Regions from separate parts of the Sorghum bicolor genome. Here region 2 is linked to region 1. The links are chromatin contacts, called in public HiCAR-type maps. All regions are on one chromosome and are shown on one strand. Each heading gives the region's core, a stretch centred on a gene start, on an enhancer-like site or on the middle of the called end of the contact. The rest is flanking DNA. Distances are from core to core; before and after follow the strand shown.

The links. HiCAR-type assays count read pairs that join an accessible place to other places.
Region 2: a contact with region 1 is called in a HiCAR-type map of leaf, with 6 times the contacts expected there. The contact joins the promoter of LOC110433016 here to the promoter of LOC8061693 in region 1. A contact is called at or near these places in 2 of 4 Hi-C or Micro-C datasets (leaf and leaf mesophyll) and 1 of 1 datasets of contacts at active chromatin or transcription factors (leaf).

The regions. Positions count from the first base shown.
Region 1 is chr2:19,858,985-19,866,864 of Sorghum_bicolor_NCBIv3, reverse strand. It overlaps LOC8061693 (probable uridine nucleosidase 2), which reads left to right and starts at 5,024. Exons shown (of 9, transcript XM_002461943.2): 1 at 5,024-5,403; 2 at 6,243-6,358; 3 at 6,460-6,519; 4 at 6,950-7,132; 5 at 7,213-7,317; 6 at 7,408-7,504; 7 at 7,609-7,716; 8 at 7,811-7,880. The coding sequence starts at 5,064.
Region 2 is chr2:20,015,376-20,023,255 of Sorghum_bicolor_NCBIv3, reverse strand. It overlaps LOC110433016 (R3H domain-containing protein 1-like), which reads right to left and starts at 4,963. Exons shown (of 5, transcript XM_021454548.1): 1 at 4,495-4,963; 2 at 3,079-3,790; 3 at 2,301-2,670; 4 at 1,499-2,040; 5 at 1,069-1,418. The coding sequence starts at 4,774. The coding sequence ends at 1,990.

The sequences.
Region 1 (7,880 bases), core at 3,775-6,274:
TTGACGCACGGGTCTAGGATCAGAGGGAAACACCCTGGTTCTAGGATGGCAGCCCACTGGTCTTGCCTGTTGAAAGAGATCTCTCTATGTTACCAGGGAGGAATTTCGGATTAGCAATCAGGCCATCGGTGCTGTCCACGTTGAGCTTTCTTTCTCATTTGGATTCGATGAAAACTTTGCCTCCAAAGATGGAATGTACCACGTTGGTGGGACTGACATATTGATGCCGTGGGTCCCTATCCTGGTCGTCGTCTTCGTCTTCGTGTCTATCCTGTTTCCCGTTTTTCTTGACAGAGTCTCCCTGAGCGGCCCGCTGAGTGTAGATGCTTTTGAGGACACGACAGTCTTCCATCGTGTGGTTGGACTTGGGATGAAGTTGGCACGGTCCTTTTAGTGTCTTGTTGTAGTCTTCCTGGTAATCTCGCCGTCCATTAGGGCGCTTGACTGTGTTCACCTCGTGATCGTTGTCACGATGTCGCTTGCCTCTGAAATCGTCGTGGTTGTCGCGACGGCTGTCCCACCCTTCTCGGTGGTCGCGGTTGTCACCGCGGCGAGGGTTCCGGTTGTCGAAGCGTCCACGACTGTCGTCTCGTCGGGGAGGCTGGTCGGCGCCTCTCGCATCTTCTCGGATGAGTTTTTCTGCGTCATCGGCATCGGCGTAGTTTTTGGCTGTGGTGAGGAGCTCGGTGACCGTGGTCGGCCTTTTGCGCAGTAGGTTGTTTCTCAATGCTTCATGGAAGCGTAGGTCCTTGATGAAGGCCGATATAGCCTCATCGTGAGAAATCTTCGGTATCTTGATGCGCATATCCGAGAAACGTCGAATGTAATCGCGCAAGGGCTCATTCTTCCTGTCCCTTATCCTCTCGAGATCATATTTGTTTCCAGGCTGCTCGCAGGTAGTAATGAAATTGTCAATGAACGCTTGGCGCAGTTCCTCCCAAGAATCAAAGGAGTCCTCGGGTAGGCCGAGGAGCCATTGATGGCCACCTTGGTCGAGGACAACTGGGAAGTAATTTGCCATGACGTGCTCGTCTCCCGCTGCTGACCGGACTGCGATCTCGTAAAGAGTGATCCAATTTTCAGGGTTTTCCTTGCCGTCATATTTTTTAAGCTTCTCGAGCTTAAAGTTGCGGGGCCATACGACTTGGCGAAGGTGTGAAGAGAACTGTCTTAGGCCAGGGGGCCATATGCTGCATCGTACTCAATGCATCGCACATTTTCGTATACCGCTCTTTCTGTAGCGCGTCTGTTGATGCGGTCGCGGGCATCCTTAGGAGGGATGTTGTAGCGTAGATCCCTGTACTGGTTTACTTCCTGACCACGCCCGCGCCTCTGCTCGCGGTAACTGCCCGTGTCCTGACCCTGGTTGTCGCGTCCAGCGTCCTTCCTGCGACCGTTGGGGGAGCGGCTATGATGGCGCCCGCTGGGTCGTGGTGAAGTCCGACTGCGATGAGTCTGGTCGGAGGAAACCTCCGCGTAGGAGACGGCTTGGACCCTTTTGAGCAAAGTGGCTGTCTACCCCATCGCGGCGATCAGATGCGCTCGTATACTGGATCGGATGCCCTGGTACTCTGGGGTATCGGGGAGTCGGTCCACGTTTGCCATGGCAACAGCCACGTTGGCGCTTGGCGTCTTGTTGACTGGCTGATTCCCGACCATGTGGAAGGCATCGCTGAGGTTGTGTGGCGCAAGTTGTCATTCCTCATCCGCTCGCCGCTGAGCACAGTCGGCGTTGCGCTACTCGCGGAGTTGTTTTTGCTCGTCGGTTTCACCATCGACAACTGGTTCGTCGTTGCTGACGTTGAAGATCAGATCTCCTCGCCGGGGTGGAAAGACTGGAAAACGAGAAAAACCCGGGGGGTATGGTGGTAGATCCAGGTCGTAGTCTTCGTCCTCGGGGTGTAAAACCTCGGTAGGGACAGATCCTGTGCAGGAGTTCGTATTGGTAGCCTTATTGTGTGGCAGGACTCGGATGGATACCATGTTGACGTAATGACGAGCTGCTCGGCTGATCTGGCCCAGCGACAAGCCCGCCTTGCTGAATAGAGATCGGGTATGCCGCGAATACTGGTCGGCCGCGTTGTTCAGACCATAAAGGCAGTTCTGGTCTGGGGAGGCTGTCTTGAGCTTGACAGATCATCCCGTGGGGTCGACGTTATTGCCAGGGACGTCTCCAGTTGTTCGTGCGTGGTGACACGAGTTGGTCGACGGGAGTCGAAAAAATTTGTTGATGCCGCATGATCGGGTTTGCGCGAGATCGAATCCACCAGGTTCGAGGGCTTGAAGAAGGTCCGAGTTGTCGACTCGCTTTTGCCTTGTAGCGAGGGAGTGGAGGTCGAGTCCTCGGAGTTGGCGTGATGGAAGTCGACGCCTCTGCCGCCCGGATCTGGGTTTCTTCCGAGGTCGTGGTCGTGAGGCCGTCGCCACGAGTAGTCCAAGTGATCTGGCCGACGGTGAACGTGAGGCCTTCAGCCACGGCCGCGGAAACTGGAACGATGACCATCTTGTTCGTCGAGAGAACTGTACGCACACCCCCTACCTGGCGCGCCACTGTCGACGAAAGCTGGTCAGCAGTCTACCTTGGGGTATGCCCAGGGTAGTAGTTTATCGGTAGACGGTGCGCAAGCTACGAACTTGATGGTGACGCAAGACACGGACAAGGTTTTTATCTAGGTTCGGCCGCCGTGTGGGCGTAATACCTACGTCCTGCGTCTGATTGTATTGTTGTGGATTGTGTTGAGTTGGAATTAATTTTCTAGGGGGGTCTCTTGCCTCTCCTTATATAGTCCAGAGGGCAGGGTTACAGATCTGGAAACTAATCCTAGTCGGTTACAATTGCCATAGATAGTACGATATCAATTCCTATTCTAACCGACTAGAATCCTGCTTGATCTCCACATCTTGTTTCCTTGCGTGAAACTCCAAACAGTCGGATCAAGCCTCGAACTCGTCTCGTAATGAGCCAAGCCTTCTGGCCCAAGTCTAGCCGTAAGGGTATAGGGGTTTATACCCGTGCCGGAGGAGAGCAGACGCCTGGAGGACAAGGGGGCCTTGCGCCGCTTGGAGGACGAGGGGGCCGCTTGCCACGCCGGAGGAGAGTGACGAGGGCACCGGGGGCCATGCTGCCGCCCAGCTCCAAGCCCTACGCACCGGAGGGAGGAAGGGCACGTGCGCCGTCGGCTTGCCTGTCGTTATTACTACGCTCTTCAGCCACTACTTCTTCGCCCGCTGTTGACTGCTACTACTACTCCGCCACTAGTAGTCGAGGAGGAGAGAGAGAGGAGGAGGAGGAAGAGCGATCGGAGAGAGGGAGGGGCAGTGGTCAGGCTCGTGCGGGAGAGGGAGGAGTTGCACTCATGAGGAGAAAGATGTGTCTCTTGGTCGGTCTCAGAACGAGAAGTGGTGAATGAGAAACCCTAAGTTGTTGTATTTATATTTGAAGATGTTTATTGGGTCTCTCCTGGCCTGTTGGACCTCGGCCTTTCTGGAGGCGGGCATCATAGTGTCCCCGCCTCTAGAAATGGTTTTATGTAGGTGGTCATCTTTAGGCAACCGCCTTCGAAAATATATTATTTTTTGGAGGCAATTGACTTAAGAAGACTTCCTCGGTAAATTAAAAAAGCCCATCCCCGTTAATCATAGGCATTAATCGAGACGGTTGGACTTCATTACCGCCTTTGTTAATAAAAAATACCGTTTTGTAAAATGATTTGTGTAGTAATGGTTGATGCGGAAGAACATGCATGATTATTGTCGCTGGCATCATGCGCCCGATATCGATGCATGGATCACACTGAACTAGAAAAGGCGGCAGCAGCGGATGGCAACGACCACGTTCCCATGTGGCAACTTGCATTGCCGTCTCAAGCAGGTCTCACGACTCACGGTTGGCAAAATGGCAAACCCAATGTAGGTACATGCTCGTCTCTTGATTTGTCCGCTTGGCGTTGGGATCAACCATTACCTAGCCACAAACTTAATTATCCTGCCCATCCACTTTTAATTTGGGAGCGCCGTATAGCCTAATAAGATAAGAGTCCATTGGCCTTGTTTAGATCCAAAAATATTTTGGATTTTGACACTATAGCACTTTCGTTTTTATTTGACAAACATTATCCAATCATAGAGTAAGGCCTTGTTTAGATACACCCAAAAATCCAAAACTTTACAAGATTCTCCGTCACATCGAATCTTACGGCATATGCATGAAGTATTAAATATAAATAAAAAGAATAACTAATTGCACAGTTTACTTGTAAATCACGAGACGAACCTTTTAAGCCTAGTTACTTCATAATTGGACAATGTTTGTCAAATAAAAACGAAAATGCTACAGTGTCAAAATCCAAAAACTTTTTGCATCTAAACAAGAACTAGACTTAAAAGATTCGTATCGTGTGCAATTAGTTATCTTTTTTATCCATATTTAATGTTCCATGCAAGTGCCACAAAATTCGATGTGATGGAAAATCTTGTAAAGTTTTGGGGTTTTTTTTTGTTGTATCTAAACAAGGCCATGTCGGCGCTGGCTAATTGTAACTGCTTACATCATGCTCAGTAAACAGTAGTTGTACGTAAACTGATGATGCAATATCAATATCCATGGCCGGTGAAGCTGAAGTTTAAACATCGAGAGGGCGTGCATTTAATTTTTCTTACTTTACACGTCGGTCGTCAGGAAAGCGGACACACCTGCCGCTGACGTACGTGGTATTTCAGTCGTCGGCGACGGTGATAATCGTCCGCCGCGCATTGCAAGGAAAAAAAAAAGGATCGGAGATGATGGGAGGCAGAGAGCGAAAGCGGTGCATCATTTCTCACGCACGCGTTGGCGTTGGGTTGGTGCTGAGTAGCACCCGTGCACGTCACCCTCACCCTCACCCTCACGCGTCCCGACCTCCGATCCGCCGTGCCGTCCGTCGGTTTCTGATCGGACGGCTAGCCGACGCCATGAGCCAGCAGTGCACGACGGCCAGTAGTTCATTCGGTCGCCATCACAATCACATGCGTTTGCTTCTTCATTCACCAACCAACACACGACGAGAGAGTATATAGCACAATTCATGTGCCTGGGCAGTTGGCCTTGCTTACTTGTCGATCGAGTGAGACTACTGCAGCCGCCGCCGCCGCCACCTCCTCTCCGATCCGTTTCCTCCTCCTCCCTCGAAATCGATTCGATCGATCAATCAATCAATCATTGTCGTCTGCACCATCTCCAATCCCCTACCTTGCTAGATAGTCTAGTCAGGCCGCCTGCTGCCTGCCTCAAACGGATCGACGGGACTGGAGGGAGGAAGAAGACGACGATCGGAGTCTTGGAGATGGAGGGCGGCAACGGGCAGATCGACCGCAGCGACGAGCGGGAGGAGATGAAGCTCATCATCGACACAGATCCCGGCATCGGTGCGCAAAACTCTCCTCTCTTTCCCTCGCTATAAATTACTCATTCAGATTCAGATTATGCTACTAGGTCGATCGATGCTAGTTGCCATGCCTTGCTTCATTCCTTGGTGAACTTTGACACCTCTGCTCTCTCTCTCTCTCTCTCTCTCTCTCTCTCTCTCTATATATATATATATATATATATATATATATATATATATATATATATATATATATATATATATATATATATATATATATATCCCTGGTTGATTTACTTGCTGACCCCTGGACTTGGACCAGTTCTGATTCGTGGGAATTCTCACCGCTTCTGTCTGCTCCCACTGGGGAATTGCTAACTGAACATTTGAGATGTGTTGCAAAATTCCTTCACCTTTTCTTCCCACTAAATTGCTTATCTGGTAGTTTAGGATCATATTTTTATGCCTGTGCATTGCATCATATACTTTCTGCATCAGAGTCCACGAATATCCGCTCATAGTCTACGAATATCCGTACAGCAGAGGGGCCAAAGATGTCACTCTTTCGGATTCTGTATTTTGAAAAGATGCCTCTCTTTCTTAAAGAGGTCTCCAAGTATACTTTAAACTTTAGCGAAATCGTCATGGAGAATTTGCAGACCTGGACAGTGGACACTGACAAGTGACCACCATTATATATTCGTCCATCTAGATTAACCTGCAAACATCTAAACTTTTGTGATGACATCATGGAGAATTTGCGTGCCTGGACACTGACCAGTGACCAGCATCACATATTCACCTTAGATTAACCTCCGAACATTTAAACTTTTGTGATGTCATCATGGAGAATTTGCAATATTCATCCTCTGATTCCAGATGACAGCGTGGCGATCATGATGGCTTTCCAGTTGCCGGGAGTGCAAGTCCTAGGGCTCACCACCATTTTCGGCAACTGCACCACGGAGCACGCCACACGCAACGCCTTGATCCTGGCGAGTAGTATTAGATGTATTCATGACAAATGCTCCTTTTCCACTTCGTTTCTTCAGCTTTACTTACACTTGCAATTCTACTTCATCTGCAATGCTAACAGTGCGAGAAGGCAGGCCATCCTGAGGTTCCAGTAGCAGAGGGCAGCCATGAGCCTCTCAAGGTATTGGTCACACTACCTAGTTTGCAATTTGCTGCTACATGTCTTAGGAACGGTTGTTGGACCAGAGAAAATTTCGTGTAGCTTTAGGTGGCACATTAGTAGTTCTAATATGTTTTTTCCCGACAGCTAGTTCACAGGCATAATGAAAGAATCAATGTAACTAAACAATCTACAATATTAAAATGTGTTCAGTAGAGTCTCCATTTCAATCATTATTTTTCCCACTAAAAGAAGTGATAGTTCAACCAGGAAGTCAACCAGGTCAAGTTTCAAAATTTCGTATATCACACGAAACGGCATTGCCTGCTGTCTATATCGTTTGATGCCAAGTCCATTGAAAGTGACTTTATGCATCCTGCTGAGTTGGGTAATTAATTCAGCTATGTGTCATTGAAATATTGAATGTTTCAAATTTTTGTGTTGTGAATAGGGAGGAAAGCCGCATGTTGCCGACTTTGTTCATGGATCTGATGGCCTCGGGAACATAGTTCTTCCTGATCCCACTATCAAGAAAGTTGAGGAAAGCGCTGCTGACTTCTTGGTTGATAAGGTCTCGCAATTTCCTGGAGAGGTCTCTGTGCTTGCCTTGGGTCCTCTGACAAACATAGCATTGGTATGTTCTTTCCGTAGAATTTTGGGAGCGATAGTATATGATTGATTGCTGAGGTAAAGATATGCTATAATGTTTCTCAGGCCATCAAGAAGGATCCCTCCTTTGTGAAAAATGTTAAGAAGATTGTTGTGCTGGGTGGAGCATTCTTTGCAGCTGGAAATGCCACCCCTTCTGCTGAAGCAAATGTAATGCCAATCATGTGAGCCGGTGTGCTACCAGAAGTCTGAACCGTGATTTGTCGGGCCTAATGTAATGTCTTAATTTACCCTTTGCAGATCCACAGCGACCCGGAGGCAGCCGATATAGTTTTCACTTCTGGGGCAGACATCTATGTCGTTGGCCTCAACATCACAACGCAAGTTAGCTTCACAGGTACTTGATCTTCCCTGAAATCCTGAAGAAATATGAATATGGTCATCCTTTCTCATTTCAGTTACCATGTGTATGTGAGGTACTGAACCTGCTGATACTTGCAGATAAGGATCTCCTGGAGCTAAGAAACTCAAAAGGGAAGCACGCGCAATTCCTATGTGATGTATGCAAGTTCTACTTGGACTGGCACATCAAGTCTTATGGTGCTCCTGGTACGCTGCAACAATACATAGCTTTGTGTTATATACATACACTGCCATCTTCAGAGTCATGACACTTTGAGCTCATGTTTCTGGTTTCGGTCAGTGATTTTCCTACATGATCCGGTGAGCTTTGCCGCGCTGGTTTGTCCGGAGATGTTCACGTTCAAGAAGGG
Region 2 (7,880 bases), core at 3,714-6,213, 160 kb before region 1:
GATCTGCGCTTCAATCTGACGCGTTAGCTTAAGGCTCTGTTTAGTTTCCCACTCAAAAAATTTTCATCCATCCCATTGAATCTTTAGACACATGCATTGAACATTAAATGTAGATAAAAAAAATAAACTAATTACACAGTTTGGTTGAAAATCATGAGACGAATCTTTTAATCCTAGCTAGTCTATGATTAGCCTTAAGTGCTACAGTAACCTACATGTGCTAATGGCAGATTAATTATGCTTAATAAATTTATCTTGCAATTTGTAATTTGTTTTTTATTAGTTTCTAAAAATTTCTCTCGACATCCTTCCTTGGCCAAACGGGCGGCCCGGCCCTGGCACTATACGGCACTATGTCTATCGTGCCGTGCCATCTCGAGCCATCGTGCCAAACTCTCGGCCCAGGCATGGCACTATGGCTCCTTAACTGTGTCGTGCCGTGCCGATAGGCACGGTGGCCCATCGTGCTCGTGTCGGCTCGTGGCTTCGGGAGAAGTCGAGAAGCTCTCTGCGTCCTGCCTCAAGGAGAAGACGAGCGCCACCGCTGTCGTATAGTCAGGCGGGAGAAAGAGTGGCCGCAGTAAGGATGTGTCTTCGCCGCTGACTAGGAAGTTAGGGTTTGGAAGAGTTGTATGATGTTTATATACATGGCTTTCAGACGATAGAAATAATCGTGTCAGCGTCGTGCCAGCCTATTAACCGTGTCGTACCCGTACCGGCACTACGGGCCGAAGTTGCGGCCCAGGCATGACACTACCATCAGGCCGTGCCGTACCTAGACCGTGCTTTTTAGTGTCGTGCTCGGACCGGCCCATCGTGTTAGTGCCAAATGGAAATTTATAATCATTCCAACACATCCGATGTGACACTTAAAAAATTTTTATCTCCAATCTAAACAGGGCAAAATTTTTATCTCCAATCTAAACATAGCCTAACAAATAAGGTGCTTCCAAACTGACAGCTTAATTTTGATTTTTCCAAAGGTATATATATATTATTAGTTTCCAGTAATATCTAATTTGATTTTGCTTTTAAAAAAGAATGGTGAAACCTTAAAGACGATCGAGATAAAACGCACAACCACGGAGATGCGAACACCGAACACTGTACTGTAGTAAACCTGTCACTGAGGTATACATGATTCGTCATCATCTTAACTAGACTCGTTGCTTGTCATGCACATGGTACAAGAAACTGGTTTGGTCACTCAAACTAACACGGATTGATTTACAACACAGCACTGACTAGAAATAACTTTAGAACACCAGCGACGTGAGTAGCAGCTGCGACAGATGCCTCCTCTTCTAAACCTGACCAAGAATGGTGCCACGCCTGCACTAGGTAAAGCAAGACCCAACATCGTCTTCATGCCACCTCAGCTCAACCGGGAACCATCCCATGGGCAATGGGGCTAAAAGCTGCATGTGGTTCATCTTCATTACTAAAGTGCCAAGAGAACGAAAGTTTTAGGCAAAACGAAAGTGAGAATTACACTAACCCACATCCCTGTCGCCTGTTCACATACTGGACCGTCCCAATCTTTTACTCACTGATCGTTCGCTCACTCCACAATCCCAATCTTTCATCATCATCACAAGTCCTTTGACAACAGAGCCCATTCAATGAGGGCAAGATGTCCTCCAGCATCTCAATCTATGAGGAGCAAACAACAGCGCTGAGAATGAAGCTGAAAGGGGCATGCAGGTGGCCCCACAGCCCATGCTTCACCTCTCAGCTTCTTGTGGATTGGACTAGAGGGGTTGACCTCGAGTGGCTTCTGCTTGAAGGAGAACAGAGTATAAAGTGCCCCTCCTGCACTCAGTATGCAGGGAGCAACTACACCGAGAGTGCGCACAGGCTGACAATATCAAACAGATGGCTGACTCTGCCTTACGCCTCTCGGTTCTTTTATGCCTGCTACCATCTGCCAGCAAAACAAAGGATAATGTGTTCGTTGCACACTGGCAGGTGCAGGCATACCCGGGCCCCTCACCGGGGCCGGGCAAAGCGCAAACTAGCATCAGGTTGTTGTTGGTGAGTCTGTGTACCAATAAAAGAAATATGTTAGAGAAGAAGCAAATTTAACTAGCGCATCTCAAGAGTTTCAATTCATTCAAAGTTAAATACTCCCAGAGCATAACATATAATGAAATAGGATTTCTAGGAATGATGCCATTACAGTGAATACCAACCATAAACTGTGAATTCATAAGCTTCTATAATAATACTCAAGCAGATATCAACTCATCAACAAAGGATGAAAGGAACCACGTAGGATGAAAAAAAATGCATATACAGACCTGTGCAAATGGTCCCATGGATTCCTGTGGATGTACAAATGGGACTCCAGGGCGTGAAGGTATGGCATATTGCTGTGAAGCATGCATGAAAACAGACGATCTCACAGGTGCACCAGTATGGCCAGGGCTGTAAGGTCCCATGACACCATCTGGCCCATAGCCAATTGCATTAGATGCTTGAGCCACTGACCATGATGCAGGCATGTGCTGAGCTATTGGGCGCGGTTGCTGTTCAACAGCAACAGGTGATCGGTGTGCTGCACCAAGCTGGGGGAATTCAGTGTTGTAGTTAACAGCAGGGGCATACAGGGGTTGAATTGTGTATGGGCCTCCACTAAATCCAAATCCAGGATCAAATCTTTGCATATACCTGTACAAGTCACTCATGGTGAGTAAAAAGAATATCTAAGGATCAAGTATGTCGACCACAGTGAACAAGAACAGAAAAAGGTATCATGTAATCCGAACTAGCTTAACCAACTTAATAGAAAATAAGCACATCACAAGATTTAGTGTTTCCTATAAGAAATGATCCTCTTATTGCCATGCTTTAGCATCCCATCATTAGCAATCAAACTGATATTTTGCCAGTTGACTTCAAAGTTTAGGGCAATAGTTAAATGAAGTAGGACTTCACTAAACTTAAAAGGCAGTGACATACAATGCATAAGAAACTATTGGAGCAGAAGCATGGTAAAAATAACCATAAAAGCTTTCTTGTTCGTGTTGCGCTAGGAGTATAGCAGCAAAGACATGTGTAACAAGACAAGAAACTGACCTGTCATAGCTTCTGTCATAATCAGGATCCTTGCGCTCTGACTCACGGTCTCTGAAAATTGCAACCCTATTGTTCTGCCTGCTTCTATTGACTGCAGGCTCCTTATCAATCTTGCTTCTATTTGACCTGCTGCTAGCTGACGTGGTAGTCAAGCTCCTTTCGAGAGTAATTTCAGCCCCTTGGCCCATTCTACTGCTTGAGTTCAACTCCAAGGAAGTGGACCTGTGAAGAGTACTGGGTAAAGTCACTTCCTCAGCTGATCTCCCATCAGTAGCACTACTGCTATTGCTGTTGTTAAATATCCGCGCTCGTGCCTTGTTGTATTCCTCTTTCCTTTCTTCGACGCTTTTCTGGAGGTTTTCTCTAGATGAGTGAGCACTTGAGCTGTTCATGCCATGGAAATTCTTTTGAGGCCTCTGCTTAATAGCTACTTTCGCCACAGAGATGCTTTCTTCTTGTGGCAGGTTAACTGGAATATCTGCAAGGCGGACAGCAGGCAGTCGGCACTCGGATGATGTCTTACGGAGGATGATACGCGAACCAGTTCCATCAGGCAAACTGTTGTCTGGTATGGCAATAGACTGCAGGAAGTAATGCTGTGCCAGGCGATGTGCAGCAAGACGCAGATACGAAGTTGGAAGACCATTGAATTCAAACTCTGTACGCCTAGGGTCACGAATGAACTTCAAAATTTCTTGCTCCATTCTTAGCACTGCAGAAATGAATAGACTGGAGTCAAATACAAGACCGCGCATTTTGTCAATTAAAGCATTAGGCAATGGAACAGTCAAATTGTGAAGTTCCAGTTGAGGATAATTGAGATGAACAGTAGTAGAACCACACCACAATCAGATGCACTAGCTGCTTGGAACAAACACTCCTGCAATTCATATTTTTTGGAATAGAACTTTACTATCTGATAGTTGAATAAATCTCTTATCCTTAGGGCCAGGTATGTTTGCATATATTAAAAGGACATAAAATGCATGGAATACATCAGTCACATTTTCCACATACCTAGTTGCCTCGCTATAGTAGCAAGCCATATGGGATGAAGTACATAAAGACAGCACACAGCATATAAGTACAACAATACAACATATATGCCCATATGTCCTATGAAAACTAATTGCACAGTATATCTGTAATTTGTGAGATGAATCTTTTGAGCCTAGTTACTCTATGATTGGACAATGTTTGTCAAATAAAAACGAAAGTGCTACAGTGCCAAAAACGAAAAATTTTGCGAACTAAACAAGGCCTAAAGCAGCCAGCCGCCTGTTTACATCTCAAAACAAGCAAGGAACACTCTGCACGAATCCTAGGCTAACCTTTTCGTCACCCAATCACCAAATTAGTAGAATCGCATAACAGACAAATCCATTGGTAAACTAACTCGGGAGGCGTGAATTTTACCAGAAAGCCTCTCCCTTGGTTTCTCGAGGGCCTCCCGTAGGAACTGATCGACCTGAGCGACCAAATCCTCGCGCGCAGCCGAGGAAGCCGGGCCGCTCTGCGGCTGCAGAGTAGGCGGCGGCGGCTGGGGCGGGTCCTGGTCGTCGGCGAGGTCGGGCGACGAGGACACGCGGCGCGCGGAGAGGATGAGCCGGCTCATGGGCCCGTCGATGTCGGCCGTCTCCCACGAGTCCGGCGCGGCGGCTGCGGCTGCGGCGTCCTCGGCTGTGGTGGGCTCCATGGCTTTGCGTGCGCGGGCGATCCGGAGCTAGAGTGCGGAGGGGCGCCGGGCAGAGAGGCTGGAGCTGGGAACGAGCACGGCCATGGGTCCGGGGCGCCGGGATCTGGAGGAGGAGGGAAGCGCAGCTAGGGTTTGGTTCTGCGGGGCTGGTGTTGGGAGGAGCCCGAACGCGGTGGAGATAGGAATCTAGGCGAAGGCGAGGAGGATAGGGAGACGAAGCGGGTGCGCAGGGGAAGTTACGAGATTACCCTTGCGGCGTTCCCGTGCGGGCTGACCCCATTCGTGACACGGAGGGTTGGTTTCGGTACGCGCGGGGGGGGGGGGGGGGGGGTGGGTTTGTGAACGAAACCAGAGGGACACGGGATCCCAGTCCCACTCGGTGGTGTTTTCTTCGTGTGCCAAGACCGTGCGGAGTACGCGCACCCGCTTCTCTGAAAGCGTCCGCGCCGCGTCCTCTGTTCTTGGGATCGACAGAAAATTCCTTGCGTTTCTTCTCTGCATCAACTGACGCGAACGCTAAGCACGTGACCGCGGTTTTGTTTCCCCATTTGAACGCGTCTATGTTTGGATTATGCGGTTTTCAAATACTGCAATATCTTAAAACTGTGATTCTATAGGTCAGAAGTTATTAATCTCCTACAACTAAAAAAATAAAGTATGTACAATTTTTTGTGCGACAATTGTTTGTTTCATCCGTCTGCCCGCCACCTGCAATCCACGTCTCAAGCGTCCGGTGTCGCACAAACAAGGAAAGCCTCTGCTCGACAATCCCGTCCCCACTAGCGCTTTCATCCCCGTCGCATCCCGCATCGCGCGCACAAGGAAACCCATCGGCGCGAACAAAGAAACCCATCATCACATTCCTCCTCGGCTCCTCCCGGCTCAGTCCCCAATTCCCCATCCGCCGCCTCCCTACTCCTCCCCGCCGATAATGACCCCTAATCCTATCCCATCTTATGCCGATGGCCATGGCGACAGGGACGGGTGAGAACGATGGAGGAGTCGGTGGGAGTGGATTGGTGAGGAGGGGTTGTTCGTCCTACCGCCGCCATTGTCTCGAAGTGGACGAGGTCTAGGCCAAGATCAACCAGTGCCCGGCGCCGCTCGACCTCACTCGATTTTGTTCTGCTGTGGTGGCCCCATCAGGCCCCTAGCAAATCAAGGTGGTGTGCGCACGCCTCGCCTCGCCTCGCGCAACTGTTTCCAATAACCCCTCGATCCAGCTGGTGACCTCCTCTGGTAACTACGGCAACACGACCTGCTGCCGTCGAGGAGGCCAAGGCACCGCCGTCTAGGAGGCCAAGGTGCTTCTAGCCCCTCGAACGAGATGATGCTCGGCGACCAGTTGAAAGGGTCAAGATGCCCAAGAGGAGGATGAATTTGGCTTCTCTAAAAATTTAAGCAACCTATAAGCTTCAATTCAACCCCCTGTGCCTATGTGTGTTCTAGAGAGCTACCAGATAAAAGTTCTGTAATCTAGTTCCAATCCTATTCTAGCATGGCAATTTTAGGAATGTAAATGCTCAAAATAAGTGCTAGAAAGTAAAAGATGAGAGCAAGAAGAACGCGGCGATGTTTTGCCGAGGTATCGGAGAGTCGCCACTCTCCACTGGTCCTCGTTGGAGCACCCGCGTAAGGGTCTTGCTCCCCCTTGGTCCACGCAACGACGAAGTGCTCTCTACGGGCTGATTCTTTGAAACTCCATCGCGGTGAATCGCCCAAAACCGCTCACAAGCTTGACACGAGCCACCCACAAGAACTCTAGGCGGTCTTCGTGCCTCCAATCACCACCGAACCGTCTAGGTGATGGCGATCACCAAGAGTAACAAGCAAAGAACTCTCACTTGACCCAAACAAAGCTCTAGAGAGTGATGGATGCACACTTAAATTCTTGGAACTCACTAGAGAAGGATTCACTCAAGAAAACACTCAATTCTCAATCCTCTCTAGGCTATTGCTTCTCTCTTGCACCAGAAGGTGTTTTTCAACTGAACAAATGGGCAAGAGAGCTCCCATGGACGAGATGGAGGAGTATAAATACTCCCCATCAACTCCATGGGCCGGCCACCCGAATTCCTTAGAAAAATGGGAGCACCAGACGCGCTCAATGTTGCACCGGATGCGCTCCGCAGAGCATCCGGTGCCCATTAATGGCTAACTGTACTTGCATCTACCATGCACTGGACGCACTCATAGTGAGTCCGAGATTCACCTGATCCACATCCAGTGAGAGAGCAGAATGCAACCCTCTTTGGGTACGGGACCATATGCACCACGGTGGGTCCGGTGTCCGCATCCGGTGCATGGTCACTCTGCAGACCTCCCTCGGTATGGGACCGGACGCACCCCGGCGAGTTCGGTGCGTGCATTCGGTGCCTAACCCTAGGCACCTAGATGCGCTGACCCACGTCAGCATCACCGGACGCACTCACAGAGTGTCCGGTGCTAGCGTCCAGTGCTGTTTCAGCACCCAAACTTCGTCGAAACGTGAACTTTCCAAAATGAAGTTTGGTTCTCTCGATCTAAGGACTTTCTTAGAGCTGTCTAGTGCTAGATTTACCAAGTGTGCACCACACCTAGACCTAAAGTCTTGCCTAGGTCAAGCTACCCATTCAATGCCCCCCTTAATAGTACGGTCAAAGGAAAAACAAAGTCCTAAACTACTCTAAGTGCCCTTCTTCACCATATGGCACCTAGACCTAGTGTAGTCTCGACGATGTCCAACCATCCTTTGAAAACCGAAATGATTTCCACCATTAAGTCGACATGAACGACTTAGTCCATCGATTGCCATTACCATGACCTAACACAAATGACTTTGCCTCTATAAAACATACGTTAGTTATAGTAATCAACATTGTCATTAATCATCGAAACTCATTAGGGGCCTAGATGCTTTCAATCTCCCCCTTTTTGGTGATTAATGACAATAACCTCGAGTATGTTTGAAGTGAGGTTTTCAAGTGACTTGGTTTCTATAAGCATGTGACAATAAGATCAAAAAGGGATTAGTCATGCTTATATCAACCAAGCCTAATATCCTACATCCAAATATGTGAGATGTGTACAACAGGATATAACAACATATGACTCATAAGATATCGGA